Linked DNA regions of Mus musculus: regions 1 and 3 are each linked to region 2. Evidence: chromatin contacts called from public HiChIP or PLAC-seq and Micro-C data. All regions are on one chromosome and are shown on one strand. The core of a region is the stretch at or near the end of the contact, and the rest is flanking DNA. Distances in the headings are between cores, read along the strand shown.

The links. A called contact is a pair of places that touch in the nucleus more often than the background predicts. HiChIP or PLAC-seq counts read pairs in DNA pulled down with a chosen protein or histone mark.
Region 1: a Micro-C map of embryonic stem cells shows a contact between it and region 2, with 7 times the contacts expected there. The contact joins two enhancer-like sites. A contact is called at or near these places in 3 of 484 Hi-C or Micro-C datasets (all in embryonic stem cells), 9 of 115 datasets of contacts at active chromatin or transcription factors (acute myeloid leukemia, embryonic stem cells, extraembryonic endoderm stem cells and 1 more) and 1 of 9 other capture datasets (embryonic stem cells).
Region 3: a contact with region 2 is called in a FOXA1 HiChIP or PLAC-seq map of pancreatic cancer cells. The contact joins two enhancer-like sites. A contact is called at or near these places in 3 of 115 datasets of contacts at active chromatin or transcription factors (embryonic stem cells, extraembryonic endoderm stem cells and pancreatic cancer cells).

Annotation. Positions count from the first base shown.
Region 1 is chr8:68,418,941-68,422,280 of GRCm38.p6, forward strand. The region is part of intron 4 of Csgalnact1 (chondroitin sulfate N-acetylgalactosaminyltransferase 1); the gene reads right to left. Among named protein-coding and RNA genes, the nearest start is that of 1700125H03Rik, 52 kb to the left of the region's middle. Within about 2 kb of position 1,766, at least 10 of the 459 cell types and tissues checked have an H3K27ac peak or open chromatin away from gene starts, as enhancers often do. A contact at or near this core is called in embryonic stem cells, where this site is marked.
Region 2 is chr8:69,026,336-69,029,229 of GRCm38.p6, forward strand. No RefSeq gene overlaps it. Among named protein-coding and RNA genes, the nearest start is that of Gm33103, 25 kb to the left of the region's middle. Within about 2 kb of position 1,271, at least 43 of the 459 cell types and tissues checked have an H3K27ac peak or open chromatin away from gene starts, as enhancers often do. A contact at or near this core is called in embryonic stem cells and pancreatic cancer cells, where this site is marked.
Region 3 is chr8:68,081,844-68,085,203 of GRCm38.p6, forward strand. It overlaps a transcript of Psd3 not described here. Among named protein-coding and RNA genes, the nearest start is that of Psd3, 110 kb to the left of the region's middle. Within about 2 kb of position 1,913, at least 96 of the 459 cell types and tissues checked have an H3K27ac peak or open chromatin away from gene starts, as enhancers often do. A contact at or near this core is called in pancreatic cancer cells, where this site is marked.

The DNA.
Region 1 (3,340 bases), core at 516-3,015, 610 kb before region 2:
GTCGAGACAGTGGAGAGCCCTTGGGACTACAGAGTTGCTATTACTGAAAACACAGTACATCCTTCTACTCAGGATGCTATGGAAAATCAGAAAAGTTAAGATAAGAGCAGCAGGTGGAAGCAGGAAGTAAAAGATCAAAGCCCAAGGGATGTGTGACCAAGCTATTATCTGTGGTCCACTACTGTCTTCTATCCAGCCACTGGCTACCAAAATAGCAGATGCATGTCTGAACTGAGATTTATATTTACCATCACTCATACCTGGCTTTCCAACCATGTTCACAAATACTATCTTGATTTTTTAACATATTTTTCAAATAGATAAGCTTTTTCTTGTTGCATCTGGGTGACTATAGCCCTTTGAAGATTGAAATAAGTAACTTAATCAAGGTTATACACAATGTGTTCACAGCTGGATGGACATACAATTGTGAATTTAAGAGCCATATCATGGTTCATTTCTTCCAAGTAGATCAACATTACCATAAAAAGATATTTTTTTAGTGCTTTTCTGTTCTTTATCATTGAAACTGACTTTTGATAATAGAAAAAATTTATGATGCTTCAAAAAGCTAACCAACTCAGTAGAGTATATCAGAAAGCCCGTTGCAAAATTCATCCTTAAAAAGTAATACAATCTATTGTTGATTCATTGATGTCAATATTTATTTGTCTTTCAGATAGGGTTTATAGTAATATATCATTCTTCTAAGAGATACTTTGAAGAGTAAATCAATACATGTAAAATATGCAAATCTGGTGGATAAGCAGTACTCATCAATGCCAGCATCAGCATGATAAATGCCATTGCTGTGATCATGTCTTTCTAGGCTGTGCCATTAGTCATTGAATGTCTAATTGCTTTAGTCACATAGGCCAAGACTTCAGAAAAATCATGTAATATATAAGAGGAACATGTGGAGAGCACATGAGGTCTGTGTTCTTGCTCTGAGGCATGCTAGTGTTTGGCAGGTGGCATCCTGAAGTAGAGAGGTACAAAGGCCATCCATGGCACTTGACCCTGGTGCCAGACAGGTAGGTAGAGGTGGGAAGGATCCCAGTAGTGACCAAGTGTGGCAGTCATGTGTCTAGAAACACTAGCACAGCCAGCATTCTCCTTACCTCCATGCACAGCTGTGGACTGCTGCTGTGACCCACCAGGCTCTGGGAGAGTTCCTTCTCATGTGTGCTAGAAAGGGCGTTGAATTGAAAGCCCACCCAGGATTGCATGGAACAAGCCCTCAGAGGCTGTTGTATCCTGAGAATACTGGGTGTAGTGAGTGCTAACACTGGTGGGAGAGGAGGACAGGATGCCAGCTGTCCTTTACCAGCTGTTGTTAACTGAGCTAAGAGTCCAGTTTGGGGGTGGGGGTGGGGGGGTCCAGCTGTACCTCTAGCCTGGCCAACCTCCCACTGGTCCCCAACTGCCATCCCCATACTCCTTGCCTCCAGACATCAGCTGGCCTGGTGCCTTAGGCTCTGATGAGTTGAACTGATCCTGTTCCTTCTGCCCCTTGACCACTCAATAGCATTCAGTACAAGACTCCAACCCCAAACTGAAACCAAAAAACAGGTACAGGGAGCCTCCTTTGAGTGCTTTTGTTTATACTGGGAAATGTGGTCCACACCCAACCCTCCACCCATTTAACCTTTTCTGGGAAAAGAATCACAAAGGACTCCAACTGAGAGGTACAATATCTGGGCATTGTTTTTTTGCTATAGCCCAGAGATAGCTTCTGAGCCAACCCAGATCCTGAGGAGATCACTGACCCAAAGCTTCAAAGGTCTGCAAAGACACCTGTGAGCTTCACCCCAAGCCGGCTAGGGCTGCCCCCTCCAGGAGGCTTTGAGGATATGTGTGGCAACAGAGACTTCTCAAGACTTTGAGCCTTCTGCTGACCATAAATATTAAAACATGTTTATCAGAGCAAAGCAGCTCTGCCTGGTGATTGTGTGGGTAGGTGGGACAAAAGCCAACTTAATAGGCCCTTCAAAGATTAGCTAGAAACTGAGAGGAAGGGAAACCTGCATTTGTTGAGGGGAACCTGCCTAGGAGAAATCTGTTTCCAGGTGAATCCAGTAAGGGCCCAGTGATCATCGCACTGCCCGGTAGGGTAAACGAAGGGCAAGCTCTGTTATTACAATGTGTCCAGAAGGCTGAATTCACGCACTGGGGAGGATGTGTCCCTACACTGCCTCCAGGATCTTGAGGCCCACCTTAACCCCAAGGTACGCTCCAGGCACGCATGCTTCTAAGAGAAACTGCTTTTGACCCACTGCTACCAGCCTTGGCTTAGCATTGCTGTCCGGAGACCACGCCTCCGGTGGGGTTCTCCATCTCCCTGGAACCCAGACTGGCCATTGGCTGCTCTCAGTTCTCCGCCCCGATATGTCATGAAATTCACTTTTAATTCATAATATTACCTGAAAATGTTGAAACGTTGGTTCTTTCGTCTTTGTCACTTGCCTTTCTAATTATCACTTTCCTCTTTAATCATCCATACTGATTAGCAAAAATTCTGTTTATTATTAAATATTATAACAGTATGTTTGCTCACAATCACTAATACAATTAGAATAGATCACTTCCCTCTGCCAGATGCACTGAGTCTCCTGACTCTTCCAGACAAACTTCTGAGGTTGGCCAGCATCCATGCCAGACAGTCTCAGTTTAGTCCTGGTTCTTATACTTTGTACCTTAAACAAGCTACTTAATAGCCTAGAATTTCTACTTTTTGGGCTTAAAGAACTGGATCCCTTTAAATCCTCAAAGCATCAACATCAACTGCTTTGTGCTTCAAGGAAAGTCACAAATTAAATCTCTTGTGTTTGACTGAGTCATTTAATTAGCTCCTGGTAGGAGTTCATTTTAGTTTTACAAATAAGATATATAGTTTAGAGTCTCTGGTTTTATGTGGAGTTCCTTGATCACTTGTACTTGAGGTTTGTACAAGGAGATAAGAATGGATAAATTCGCATTCATCTACATGCAAACCGCCAGTTGACCCTGCACCATTAGTTGAGGATGCTGTCTTCTTTCCACTGGATGGTTTTAGCTCCTTTGTCAAAGATCAAGTGACCGTAGGTGTGTGGGTTCATTTCTGGGTTTTCAATTCTATTCCCTTGATCTACCTGTCTGTTGCTGTACCAGTACCATGCAGTTTTTATCACAATTGCTCTGTAGTACAGCTTGAGGTCAAGCATGGTGATTCCACCAGAGGTTCTTTTATCGTTGAAAATAGATTTTGCTATCCTAGGTTTTTTGTTATTCCAGATGAATTTGCAAATTGCTCCTTCCAATTCGTTGAAGAATTGAGTTGGAATTTTGATGGGGATTGCAT
Region 2 (2,894 bases), core at 21-2,520:
TTTTCCTCTTCTTCTTCTTCTTTTTTTTTTTTTAATTTTATCTTGTTTTTTATTTTTATTTTATTTTGTCTCCCCAACCCAGGTCCTTCGCATATATACTAGGTTTCCAGTTTATTGTTTTTGTTTTTTTTTTCTTATTGTTTTTGGTTTTTGAGGCAGTGTTTCTGTGTAGCCCTGGCTGTCCTGCAGCTCATATAGATTAGCTGGCTTCAAACTCAGAGATCTGCTTTACTCTGCCTCCTGTGTGCTGGGATTAAAAGTGTGTGCCACCACATCTGGCCAGTTTACTGGTTTTATGAGATTCTGAGTATGCAAATAACAAGTGGATCTATTTCTTATGCTTTTAATTTTTTTTGTGTGTGTGAAGAGCTCTTTTCTTCTGTTTTGTGTTTTGTCCTATTCCAATGTTAGCTTTGGTTTTATCTTATTATATTTTTTTACTATCCCTTAAAGGTCCCTTTGTTTTCTAATAAACAACAGAAATGGAATAGATCCAGCTGGGAAAGGAAGTGGGAAGGGCTGAGGAGGAGGAAGAAGAGGAAGAAGAGGAGGAGAGGAGGAGGAAGAAGAAGAGGAGGAGGAGGAGGAGAGAAAACTTTTATCAGGACACATTATGTGAGAAGATAATCTATTTTAAATAAAAAGGAAATGCCAAAATTAATTAATTAATTAATTAATTAATTAATTAATTAAAAACAAAAAATAAAAGTATATAATTCTCTGATTTTTCTTAAGCTTTCATCCTCTTTACATACATGCATGTGTGTATATGTCTGTATTTATTTTTCTATTGCTACTAGAACAAATCCTACAAACTCAGTGGCTTAAAACAATACATCTTTTTCAAAACTCTTACTGTTCTGTAGAATAGAAATCCAAAATAAATGTCGCTGGGCTAAAATCCACGAGATGGCAGGAGGCACTCTTCTGCAGGATCAGAGTTCTGAAGAATCTGTGTCTGCGCTTTTCCCAGCTATCTGAGACCCCCATGTTCTCACAGCCCCTTCCACCTTCAGAATCCTTCTGACCCTTCTCTGGCCACACTTCACACTCGCACATTGGCTGGGACAGGTTCCCTTCCCTTAAAGATTCCATTTCTTAGATACAATCTGTCTCCTTCTCTCCCCCGCCCCCAACCCAACCCCAGAATCTGAAGACATATAATCACACCTGTAAATTTCCATGTTGTTGAGGCTCAGGCAAAGATACCCTGGGATGGTGCTTTGATCCACTATCAGGCCTGAGAAGTTGCTCAGAATGCAGGTTCCTCTGACCTTGTCTGCTTTCTCTCCTGAGCACAGGAACAGGCTCACTCTGGAACTCACTTATCTGACCAAAGGGAGAAGTGCAATTGTCTTAAAAACCTCTCCCTAAGCATCCCATCAAATAACCAGGGAAGATTAACTACTGGGGACAGAGACTAGCCATCTCCACACCTCCTGCCCAGACAGCTTTTCCAGTTTTTCCTCTCTAGCACATGGATGAACTCCAGCGCTGAGCTGCACCTCCAGCCTCCCCACCCCCTTGCCTTTTCATCTATTCTTCTGAGGACAACTCCTGGAGATTGCTCAAGAGCCTTTATCTACCCACCCCGCCAACCTTTGTTCCTCTCGCACATTCCTTTCCCTACCTCTCCCACTGCTTGCTGACAACACCCTCCCCTCCCGAGGATTCCAAGCTTCTCCCTATCCGAGTCTCCTTTCTTCTCTACAGCTGGAGAATTATGAAAGACTTGACCATCAGATCCTTTAGAGGAGACTAATCCTTTGTTCTGGTTTTGCCCAGTCATACACTCCCTCCTCTGCTCCTTGCAGCAACACGGGACAGCCAGAGTAAGTTTGTTACTAAGACACATAAAGGCTTTTCCATGGCAGACACCATCCAGATTAAGTCTGGACTCTAGGCTTCTGTCCATTGTATATATCTTGGTTATCTCCTAAAGGAATGTGCCAGAAACAATCTACCAATGTCTACCAAACATTACTCAAAAGCAGACAGCATTAACAAGGATAACTGGCTTAAAAGAGAAGGTGCTCAGACTTGGGAGCCAAGTTGGTCTGAGTTCAATAAGGCTCTGCTATTTGTTGTACGAGAAGTGACTATCTGAAATCAAGCTGATCATTTTACATCTGACTCAGTTTTTCATCTGCACAATGGTACCATCATGCCAAATCCAGCAGGATGAAGTGAGAGGCCCTTTAAGAGTACCACATATCATGAAGTTCTAACTGAAAAGGAATCTTAGTTGAGAAATGGATGAAAGTCAATATTTCTTTGAAAGTCAACACAATTAATTAATGGGGACAGAACGCAGAGGTTTGTAGGAGTGGGTGAGTCACCGGGAAGAAGTGTGAGGAGACTGTTGTCTTTGAAGGCTTACAAGTGTATGCTTTCTTTATCAGAAAAGTATATATATATATATATAAAACAAATTTATCAGTACTCACTCAAAACTTACACATGTTGGATGTGTTACACTCCAATTATTTAAAAAAAAATTGAAGAGGAGAGAAGCAAAGGAGAAAAGAGTATTTTCCCAAAAAACACTTGGGAAGCTGGGAAGCTGGGTGGGTGAGGAAATCTTAGCTCGGGAGACAAGACAATGATCTCAGCTCTCTAACCCTGCCCACCACACCCTTCTAAGTGTCCTTGTACCACTTGTGGGTTTTGGAGCCTAAGGAAGAGGGAGAGAGCCTCATGCAGAAACTAGGACAACTTTTCTGCTGGCACAGATATGAGCATGCAGAGTAAAAGCAGATGAGCTCATGAAAGGGAAAGTTGGTGGAGAGAAAAGAGAGCCCCTTAAGAAAACAGAGAGGCCGGGCGGTGGTGGCGCACGCCTTTAATCCCAGCACTCGGGAGGCAGAGGCAGGCGGATTTCTGAGTTCGAGGCT
Region 3 (3,360 bases), core at 663-3,162, 940 kb before region 2:
TTATTTCATTGAGCAAACTCTGACTGAGATGATCCCATTGGAGATAAGAACACTGTGTTGTGTAGGGATGAGGGAATGTGACCTTGTTGGCTTAGGCTGCATGGAGCCCTTCATTTACTCACTGTTTTAGCATTGAGCAATTTCCTTTCTTGAGCTTTCCCTTTCTCATTGAACAAATAAACCAGGTTCCCAGAACCATGGCTCTGGCTGAGGTCAGATTCAACAAAGGGCACTGCATACTCTTACTCAATCTTGGCACTGTGCGCTTTTATCCTTTTGTTCTGCTTCTTGAAATGCCCAAGTACAGTATAACCTTGCCTTGAATTTTCAAGGCAAGCCAAACTGTCTTTTCTTCCAAGGTTGATGCAATGTTGGATTACTGCATACAGCTCCAGATGCGGACTCCTCAGTAAGAGCTGATGAGGTTTTGTTGTACCTCACAAAAGAAGTACTGTTGACATTGCTGAGCAGTATTTAATACCAGCTTTCACCATCACTCATGTCTTAACAAGTGCAATGGTTGGTTAGTCCTGCAATAGAAGCAATGACTTTAAAATAGGTAATGACAGATATACAGTCCTCTATTATAGGACTATGGTGAACACTTGTCTTAGATCAAGAGAGGTCTCTGCCTGTAGAATGCCTGGATAATTAAGGGTTAAATTTTATGACTGGCAGCCCTGGGGCAAACAGCTGCCAGCAATTACATTTTTTCAGTGATTCTCTACAAACCACCACTCTCTGCCTCTCTGGGGCTCCCTGCCAGCAGGACTTTTATTCCTATGGAAATGTAGCCATAAATCTCTTCAGGAAGCAGAAAATAAGCTAGGTGCTTGAGTAGACAAGGTACTTAAGAACATAAGCACACACACACACACACACACACACACACACACAGAGAGAGAGAGAGAGAGAGAGAGGGGGGGGGGAAGAGAGAGAGAGATGCAATGGCAGTCAGCTTCTGATTATCTATTGACAAACTTCACTGTGGATTTCAAGCCTTGAGGTGCCTCTCAACCCTGGCAGCTCCCTGAGTTCTAGGCTACTCCCCCAGGACCTCTAGGGTATAGCAAAGCTGATTCAGACTACAGATTTCATTACACACAGGGATTTGGGATCCCTGAACTAGAGGGGCCATTAAATACATGTAACAATATTATTTATATGATAAAATTCCTCCACTGGGGATTGGTGCCCTGGCTAGGCATCACCTCTCTTCCTGGAGCTTTTCCAGTAGTAAAACCCTGGGAGTGGGAGTGAGCAGAGAACAAATGAATGGAGGAAAAGACATTGATAAGAGAGCTGAGGGCTGGCAGAGGGGGGAGGGGTGGAGCAAACAGCTTTTGCTCCGCCTAAGTTGTACTGTTGAGCCCTAAGGGCAGAGCCTGATTCATTGCTGTTCTCTACGACCTTACATAACACCTGGCACAAGGAAGTACTCAGAAGCAATGTGGTGAGTGATATGAATTAATCAGCAAGATCTGTCCCTCTCCTCCCTATGGACAGAAACATGTTAGCAAAACGACCACAATACTTGTACTCCGGGAGAAACTGACATAATACCCTGTCCTAGGAGCCAAGTTTTAGACTGGTAGGCTTTCTGGTCTGATGATTCTGGTGGCAGATAATGTCTACTCACCTTCAAGTTTGGTCACTGAATGTCTTTGGCTTAGACTTGTTGAAAAAATGAAATACTATGCAAATTTGCTTTCTATCCTTCGTTATGCAGTAGCCCTGGCTTGCCCAAACCTAGAAACAAGTAGCATGCACATTCAAAGACTTCAAAGAGCTAGGGCAGCCGGCTTCTGATTCATTCTCCAGAAGTCTCTGCCAGAAGTAGCAGTCAGGGTGAGGCCAATGGGCTTGTTGGCTTCCCCCTGGGACTGAAATAAAACAGCAAGCCTGGTGAGACAGTGGAACCAGTCTTCTCGGCTCTTCAAAGAGGCCCGGTTCCACTCTCTCCTCCAGGGCACATAGTCCTGGCAGATCTATTGCCTGAAAACAGAAGAGCACCTGGAGACACTTTTATAGGATCCTTTTATGAGGGCAGTGTGTTCTTTTATCCCCCTCCCCCTGCTGGTTAAAGTCCACACCTTTGAAAGGCAGATTTCTAAAGAAATGGTTGCAGCTTTGAGCGCAATAAAAAGCAGTGAGTTTGTGAAGATGGATGGATAAAAGAGCCTAATAGTACTCAGCCATTGAATGAATAGTTTATGTACTCTGCATGGTTTAATTACCAATGTGCTAGCTTATGAAGAACGAGTACTGGCTTAAAATCAGCAAGTGGCCAATAAACACGGAACTGTGAAATGTTTGTTGAGCTGCAAGCTGGCAGGATAGAATGTGATTATGAATCTCTAAGTAGATCCATTCACAAAATAAAGAAGACCAACATTGTTTATTCTGCACGGGCAGGGGAACAAGGAAGTATAACCGGGTCTTCTCATGTCACATAAACTTGGGACTGCTGCACAAGATGCCATTTTCCTTGGACCGCTAAAGAGAAATATGATAGAAATAAGCTTTACCAACAGCAATTCATTTTCTCAGGGTTCTGGAGGCAGCAAGTGTCAGCAGGCTTGATCGCTTGAGGCTTCTTTACTTTGCTTGCCAATGGATGTACCCTGTGCCACATCAGGGTCACACTTGATGCATGTACGCCCTGGCTACTCTCTAATTCTTGATCTTCTTGCCATAGCCTACTGAATATGGAGATTGCAGGTGACTTCAGTCAGCTTGCATTAGTGCTACCTCTGGTGACCTCAGTTTCCCTCACCTCTTCACAAACCTCATCTTCAAACACATTTACATGTGTTAGTTAGTATAGGAACATGAATTGGAGGGAGCACAATTGACTCTCCAAAAGCTTCTAAACTGAGGTGTTCTTTTTAAAGAAGAGAGAAAAATATCTCCCACAACTGTAGTCTTACTCACAAACACAACAGTTGCACTCCTTATGCCTCTGAGTCACCGTGAGCCTCTAAGACTCTACCTGGGAGTTGTGTGACCCTTTCACAGGGGGCGCATATTAGATATACTGCATATTAGATGTTCATGTTACCATTTATAATAGTAGCAAAGTTAGAGTAATGAAGAAGCAACAAACATAATTTTAGGGTTGGAGTTCACCACAACATAAAAAACTATATAAAAGGGCCCCATATTTGGAAGATTGACAACCACTGCCCTAAAGTAAAACTCTCTGTCTTTGATCCATCTCTGATGCATGTCAGCTTGCTTGTTAATTGATTGTTTGCCATTAATAATGCTTAAAAAACTATTACAAGAGAAGGTGATGTGTTTATAAAAAGATAAAGAGGTATAAGAATATGTTCTATGGGGGTGTGGCGAGGTGTGGGG